Linked DNA regions of Hordeum vulgare: region 1 is linked to region 2. A link is a contact called in public Hi-C data. All regions are on one chromosome and are shown on one strand. The core of a region is the stretch at or near the end of the contact, and the rest is flanking DNA. Distances in the headings are between cores, read along the strand shown.

What was found. A called contact is a pair of places that touch in the nucleus more often than the background predicts.
Region 1: a Hi-C map of leaf shows a contact between it and region 2, with 5 times the contacts expected there. The contact joins the enhancer-like site here to the promoter of LOC123425798 in region 2. A contact is called at or near these places in 2 of 6 Hi-C or Micro-C datasets (leaf and seedling) and 1 of 1 datasets of contacts at active chromatin or transcription factors (embryo).

What each region holds. Positions count from the first base shown.
Region 1 is chr2H:193,462,165-193,465,500 of MorexV3_pseudomolecules_assembly, reverse strand. No RefSeq gene overlaps it. Among protein-coding and RNA genes, the nearest start is that of LOC123425801, 32 kb to the left of the region's middle. Within about 2 kb of position 1,675, at least 3 of the 3 cell types and tissues checked have open chromatin away from gene starts, as enhancers often do. A contact at or near this core is called in leaf and seedling, where this site is marked.
Region 2 is chr2H:192,866,235-192,869,691 of MorexV3_pseudomolecules_assembly, reverse strand. It overlaps LOC123425798 (probable histone H2A.2), which reads left to right and starts at 2,052. Exons shown (of 2, transcript XM_045109537.1): 1 at 2,052-2,341; 2 at 2,594-3,075. The coding sequence starts at 2,153. The coding sequence ends at 2,812. LOC123425797 (formin-like protein 11) reads right to left here. Exons shown (of 7, transcript XM_045109535.1): 7 at 3,404-3,457.

The DNA of each region.
Region 1 (3,336 bases), core at 426-2,925, 600 kb before region 2:
AAAAAATTAAAGTCATGAACATTTTTAGAATCGGTGAAAAAAATTGGAACAAGTTCTCAATTTGTGAACAAAATTTTAAAAGAGACATTTTTCGTATAACATTAACATTTTTTATAAAAATGTGAAACACGGACATTTTCTGAAAATTGTGACAAATTTATGAAAAAATAACATTTTTTAAAATTTGTAAACAATTTCTAAAGCGGAAACATTTTTTCAACTTATGTATACTTTTTGAGACATGAACATTTTTTAAACTTACATACATTTTTTGAAAAATGTAAATATATTACAGAAAATGAAGAACATTTTTCTAAATTACTGAACATTTTCAAAATTTGAGAACAAAATTTGAAAAACTTTTCAATTGGCAAACAAAATTTTAAAAAAGAGAAACATTTTACTTAAAACAGGAACTTTTTTAAAAATGTGTGAAAACAAAAACATTTCTTAAACCAATTTTTATGTAAAAAAAACATTTTTGAAAAATAATAAATCATTTTTCAAGCAGGATCATTTTTCAACTTATTTACACTTTTTGAAACACGGGCATTTTTTGAATTGAAATATAGTTTTTGAAAAGGGAAACATTTTTTAGAAAAAGAAGAACAATTGTTATAATTCCCAAACATTTTCAAATCATGAACATTTTCAGAATTAGTGAACAAAACTGGAACCAGTTTTTTAGTTTCTGAATAAATTTGAAAAAAAGACTTTTTCATATAGCACTAATATTGTTTATGAAAAAAGTGGAAACAAGAATATTTTTTGAAAATTTTAACCAATTTGTGGAAAAAGGAACATTTTTGTAAATTAGTAATGAAATTTTGAAGTGGGAACAATTATAAAACTTATGTACACTTTTTGAAACACAAACATTTTTGAACTTACGTACAGTTTTTGAAAAGGAAAACATATTTAGAAAATGAAAAACATTTTTTAAATTTGTCGAACATTTTTAGAATTCGTGAATAAACTTGAAAATGTTATCAATTTGTGAACAAAAATTATGAAAGAGAAACATTTTTCGTAGAACAGCATCATTTTTTATAAAAACTTGAAAGCAAGAACATTTTTTGAAAACTCTGACCAATTTATGAAAGAAAACATTTTTGAAAATACCTGCAGTTTTTTTAATACAAGAACAATTTTTGAAAGACGAACATTTTTGAAAAATAAACACATTTTGAAAAAAGACAACTTGTTGTGAATTAAAGCAATGAAAAAAATGGAAAGAAACATTAATATTTTCGAAAAAAGGATCATATTTCCAAAATTGCGGATATTTTTTGAAAATGTCAAACATATTTGTAAAATCCCGAACATTTTTTGAAGTTATGAATGTGTTTGATAAACGTCATTTCTTTGAAATTTAGAACATTTTTATAAAAGCAACAATATTTTATGAATTTTAAAAAAAATAGAATATGAACTTAGTTTTATAAAATAAACATAGACAAAAGAAAAAAATGAAACAGAAAGAGAAAAACGAAAAAAGAAAAAATGAAAGAAACGAAACAGAAAAAGGACAAAAAAAGCAAAAAAACAAAACTGCCCGCAGACGGAGATAGGCCGGCCCTGTTGATGTCACCCCTTTCCGTTTGATTAGAGGTCCCCGTGCTGCTGTTGACAAAAGAGCGGGAAATAGGGTTTACTGATTAGAGGTCCCCGTGCTGCTGTTTCTGCGTGTCCAGCTATCCTGCATGGGAGTTCCTATTTGATGCCGCAGGTGTCGGTTAAAGTGCATTTTTCTTAATCGGCGCCTGCAGCGTTTGGTCATGGGCCGGCCCATCAGTGACGAGGGAGGTTTCGGTATTGTGAAGGTTCCGGAAGCTTTTTGATGGATTTTTTCATTTTTGTGTTTTTATGACTGGTTTTTCTTTGTTTTATATATTTTTCTTTTCTTCTTTTCTTTACTATTTCTTTTCTTTTTTATTTTCATATTAGTTTTTATCTATTTTTTCAAATTTTCTTTAAAAAGCGCACCCATTTTTTATTTTACTTTTTTTCAAACGAACATATATTTTTCCAAATTAGTGAACCCTTTTTAGAACTATATAATTTTCTTATTAAAATCCTATGAACTTTTTTGAATATCGATAACCTTTTTTCAAAGTGTGATGAACTTTTCTAAAAAAACTGATGAGATTTTTCGAAATTAATGAATTTGTTCCAAATTTGATGAACTTTTCTTCTTCAAAGTAGATGAACTTTTTTCGAAATTAATGAATTTATTTCGAAATTAATGATTTTTTTTCGAAATTCTATGAAATATTTTTAAATTTGTGAACCTTTTTCAGAATCAATGATTGTTTTCCAAATTTGATGACCTTTTTCGAATTCTATGAGCATTTTTTGAATATCATGAATTTTTTCCACAAATCGACGACCTTTTTTCGAATGTGATAAACTTTTTTTGAAATCAATGATTTTTTTTTCAAATTTGAGATGAACATTTTTTCAATCGGTGAACTTTTTCGCATTTGATAAATATTTTTTAAAATCTATAAATTTTTGTTCAAGTGTTGGTTGAACTTTTATTAAATCGATGAAATTTTTCTGAAATTATTGAATTTTTTCAAATCAATGAATTTTTAATGAAATTTGGGATGAACTTATTTTAAATCGATGATTTTTTCCAAAATAAATAAACTTTTTTTAAATTCAGGAATTTTTTCAATTCGTGAACTTTTTTAAGAAATAGATGAAGTTTTTTCGAATTTGATGAACTTTTTTCAAATCAATGTTTTTTGAAATTCGAATGATCTTTTTTTCAATCTATGTACTTTTTTTGAATTTAATGTATTTTTAAGAAAATAATGAAATTTTGTTCATGTTTTGGGTGTACTTTTTTTAAATTGGTGATTTTTTTTGAAATAAATGAACTTTTTTTTTGAATCAACGAATTTTTATTCAAATTTGGTATGAACTTCTTTTAAATCGATGAACTTTTTAGAATTAATTAACTTTTCTGAAATTCAGGATTTTTTTTTAAATTTTGAACTTTTTTAGAAAATTGGTGATGTTTTTTGAAATTTATCAACTTTTGTTGAATGTGGTGAAATTTTCGGATTTTTGTGATTTTTTTTGTTGAATTTTTGCAGCAAAGTCAACTCATGCACCAGCTGGGGAACCTGGTTAACTTCGCCAGAAAACCACAAACGACGCCGAAGCAAATGAACGAAGAGACCTTAGCGAACGAGTACATACCCATTTAACGATTGATGGTCCAATTAGTACACGCGTGAGCGCCAACCTCGCTAGTTGGCGCCAAAAGCGTTGACTAGGAGTTCCCCTCCTATGACGCTCGTTAGCGTCAAAAGGTCATGCCTCCGC
Region 2 (3,457 bases), core at 803-3,302:
GTCCAAGCGACAATGTATGTTGTCATGAATTATCAAAACCATCAAAGGAGCATATGTGCATTCAATCTCCCCCTTTTTAGTAATTGATGACAACATACAATCAAAGCTTCAAATAAAGATAAGTATTAGAATATGACAGCTTTGAAAGATACATGACTAGTACATGCTCCTCCTAAATGTGTGCAATCCCTTTTTAAAGGATAGTTGCTTTTGACTGCATGGGCACACGCATGGTAGAAGGACAAGACAAGTCATATTAATCTTGGCTATATGCGTCAAACATACGTGAATGAAGAATTTCCATGTTCAAGACTCGCTCTTGTAAACAATACGTGCAAGAGACAAGAGATCATCATGAACAAGGATATGATGCATATACTTACCTTGAGGTTCTTGAGTGTCTTAGCACTAGGAGTACACTTGGGAAAACAAATGTTAGATAACACAAGAGTACTCTATTATAAAGATGCAAAGAGCTTCAGAAGTACCAAGATATGGAGAACATATGAGAAATCTGATTTGATGATAGATATGTCTCCAAGAAAATTTAGAACCTTCTCCCCTAAGGATGACCATGTACGAATTTCCTATCCCCCTGAATCATAGTATGTACTTACTTCCTTCGTTCCTAAATATAAGTATTTGTAGAGATTTCACTACATATTACATATGGATGTATATAGACATATTTTAGCGTATAGATTCATTCATTTTTCTCCGTATGTAGTCAGTAGTGAAATCCCTAAAAGACTTATATTTAGGAACGAATGGAGTAGATATTGGGAGTAGGTAGGGTGATACTAGTTCAATCGAACACATTAAGAACACACGTGTAAAGAACACAACGTGGCTGCTGTCGTGCGCTTGGAGCTCCGGGTGGTCGCTGCCGTCGGTGAGGTCCGCGCCCGCGCCCACCGTGCTCCTGGTAGCCGCATCGCCCGAATCCGCCGTGCCCTGTCGCGCCAAGCCTACAACCGCGCCCATCTGCACCCGTCGCCGACGCTAGTGAGTCGTCGCGCCCGCGCTCCCGCAGCTCGCCAAGTCCACTGCTGCGAGCTTCGCCAGGCCCTCGTCCTTGCCCGCCTCGCCTTTCTGCTCCGATCGCGCCCTAGCTACAACGACTCGCCCATGCCACGCCTGTGGTCGCAAGCACCCGCCCCTGCTGGTGCAGCGCCCGTGCGCGTTCGTCGGGGCCTGCCCTCGCCCGCCCGCCCGCCTTCGCCGCCCACATGCCCGCGACCTGCGCGCCTGCCTGACCACCACACCCTACCCTGCCCGCTCGCCCTCACTGGCTGCGTGCCCGCGCCCTGCTCCGCCTGCCCCGCCGCGCACCGGTCGCGCTTGCGCGCCCGCCTTGCCGCCGCGCCCTGCCCTCGCCCGCTCGCCCTTGTCGGCTGCGTGCCCGTGCCCTGCTCCGCCCGCCCCGTCGCATCCCACCCGTGCCTGCGCGCCCGCCTGGCCGCCGCGCCTGCTCGTACGCCGCCCACATCGCCTAGCCGCGCTCACCCGCCCCGACTCCCATTGCTGCTGCTCGTCGGCGCGCCGTCCCTGCTCGTCAACCTCGTCATGGTCGTGGGTGGAGCGCTGTGTGAAAAAGAGGAAAGAGAAGGATGGGTGAGTGGGCCCATCGGGTTTCAATGACAGGCGGGTGAGCTCTCACATGCAACGGACACAACTCGAACAAAAAGTGTCCAAAAAGCATACGTGCGTGTTCGTTCTTAAATTTGATCCGTAAATGGATTAAACGAACATGAAACGAACAAAAAATGAATATGCTCTTACGTGTTGAGTTCATGTCGTTTATATCCATTTTACGTCAAAGACATGTACACGGACAAGACGGGATCGCGGTGGAGTTGGAGTTAGCACCGACCCCGAAACGGCGAAAAGCCGAGGCGGTAAACCAAAAACCAACCGCTCCACGGCTCTTCCCATCCGACGGACTGGATCCCGCCGCTCGCCGCATGTCCTCTCCACCACGTCACCGATCCGCGCACTCCCCTCGCATTGGCTCTCCTCCTCTATATAATCCACCCCCCACCCACCGCTCCTGCCTACCAGCCGTATACCCACACCACACCCCCTCCGCACTTGCTCCCGTAGCTTCTCGCTTCCATTCCTCAACCGCGGAAACCCTCGGAGTACTGTAGACATGGCTGGGAGGGGCAAGGCTATCGGCTCCGGCGCCGCCAAGAAGGCTATCTCCAGGAGCTCCAAGGCCGGGCTCCAGTTTCCCGTCGGCAGGATCGCGCGGTTCCTCAAGGCCGGCAAGTACGCCGAGAGGGTTGGCGCCGGCGCTCCCGTCTACCTCGCCGCCGTGCTGGAGTATCTCGCCGCTGAGGTGCGTGGAATTCTATTACCCGATGCCTGATTTTGCTGCTTTGGGTGGTGAATTCGAGCGGTTGGTGTCTCGTCGATCGGTGGTTTGTCCGCCAAATTGGGGAAAATTTCTAGGGTTTCGGATGAGAATACTAGTACTATTTGTATCTGTCGCCTCTCACTTTTCTTTGTGCCTAGGCGGTTCTGCTCGCTAATTTCGCTTGAAGCTTTGTCGAATTTTAGAGTAACCGTTGCGACTCCCTTGTTTGTGCAGGTCCTGGAGTTGGCCGGGAACGCCGCGAGGGACAACAAGAAGACCCGCATCGTGCCGCGACATATCCAGCTTGCCGTCCGCAACGACGAGGAGCTCTCCCGCCTGCTCGGTATGGTCACAATCGCCAGCGGCGGTGTCATGCCCAACATCCACAACCTTCTGCTCCCCAAGAAGGCCGGAGGCAGCGCCAAGGCCGCGGCTGCCGATGACGATAGCTAGATGACGGCTCCTTCTCGGTGGTCGTGGGTGCTCGGCTGTATCTGTGTAGTAGCGTGTTCGGTCAGAAGGTTGTGGATGTTGTATCTGTGTAGTAGCGTCTGCAGTCAAGTGTTGCCTAGGTGTTGCGTTTTACTAGGAGTAGTACGTATTAGTTTCTGAATGAATCTGTGTGCTTGTACCGGTGCTAAACTAGGTGTGGACAATGGTTACATCCTCTGTAATTCGTTGCTACGTTCTATAGAAGTCGCATCTATGAATTGTTACATTCTCTGCACTTGTCAAATTCTACTACCGTGTTCTTGTCAAATTTCCACTGTCAATTCTTGCCTATTTTTTCATCTTAAATGTTCGACCAAGGATAGAAAACGATTGAAATGGTATGGGAGATAAACAATTATCAGTCCACATATAGCAGCCGCTGCACATTGTTTTGGGTGCCCTGACTATCCGGACGGTGAAGAAACGGTAGGTACAGATCGAGAAAAGGAAGCTAAGACAGCACAACAGCAGTACGAATACGAATCTGGTACCAGGTCTCACGCCACATTGCAAAAGGCAGACCAAGTCGCCCGAGGCCAGAGCATACTCACATGACGCGAACGCAGGATGTTTCGGTTAAAAGCATGACAATTTACAGCTTTGCTC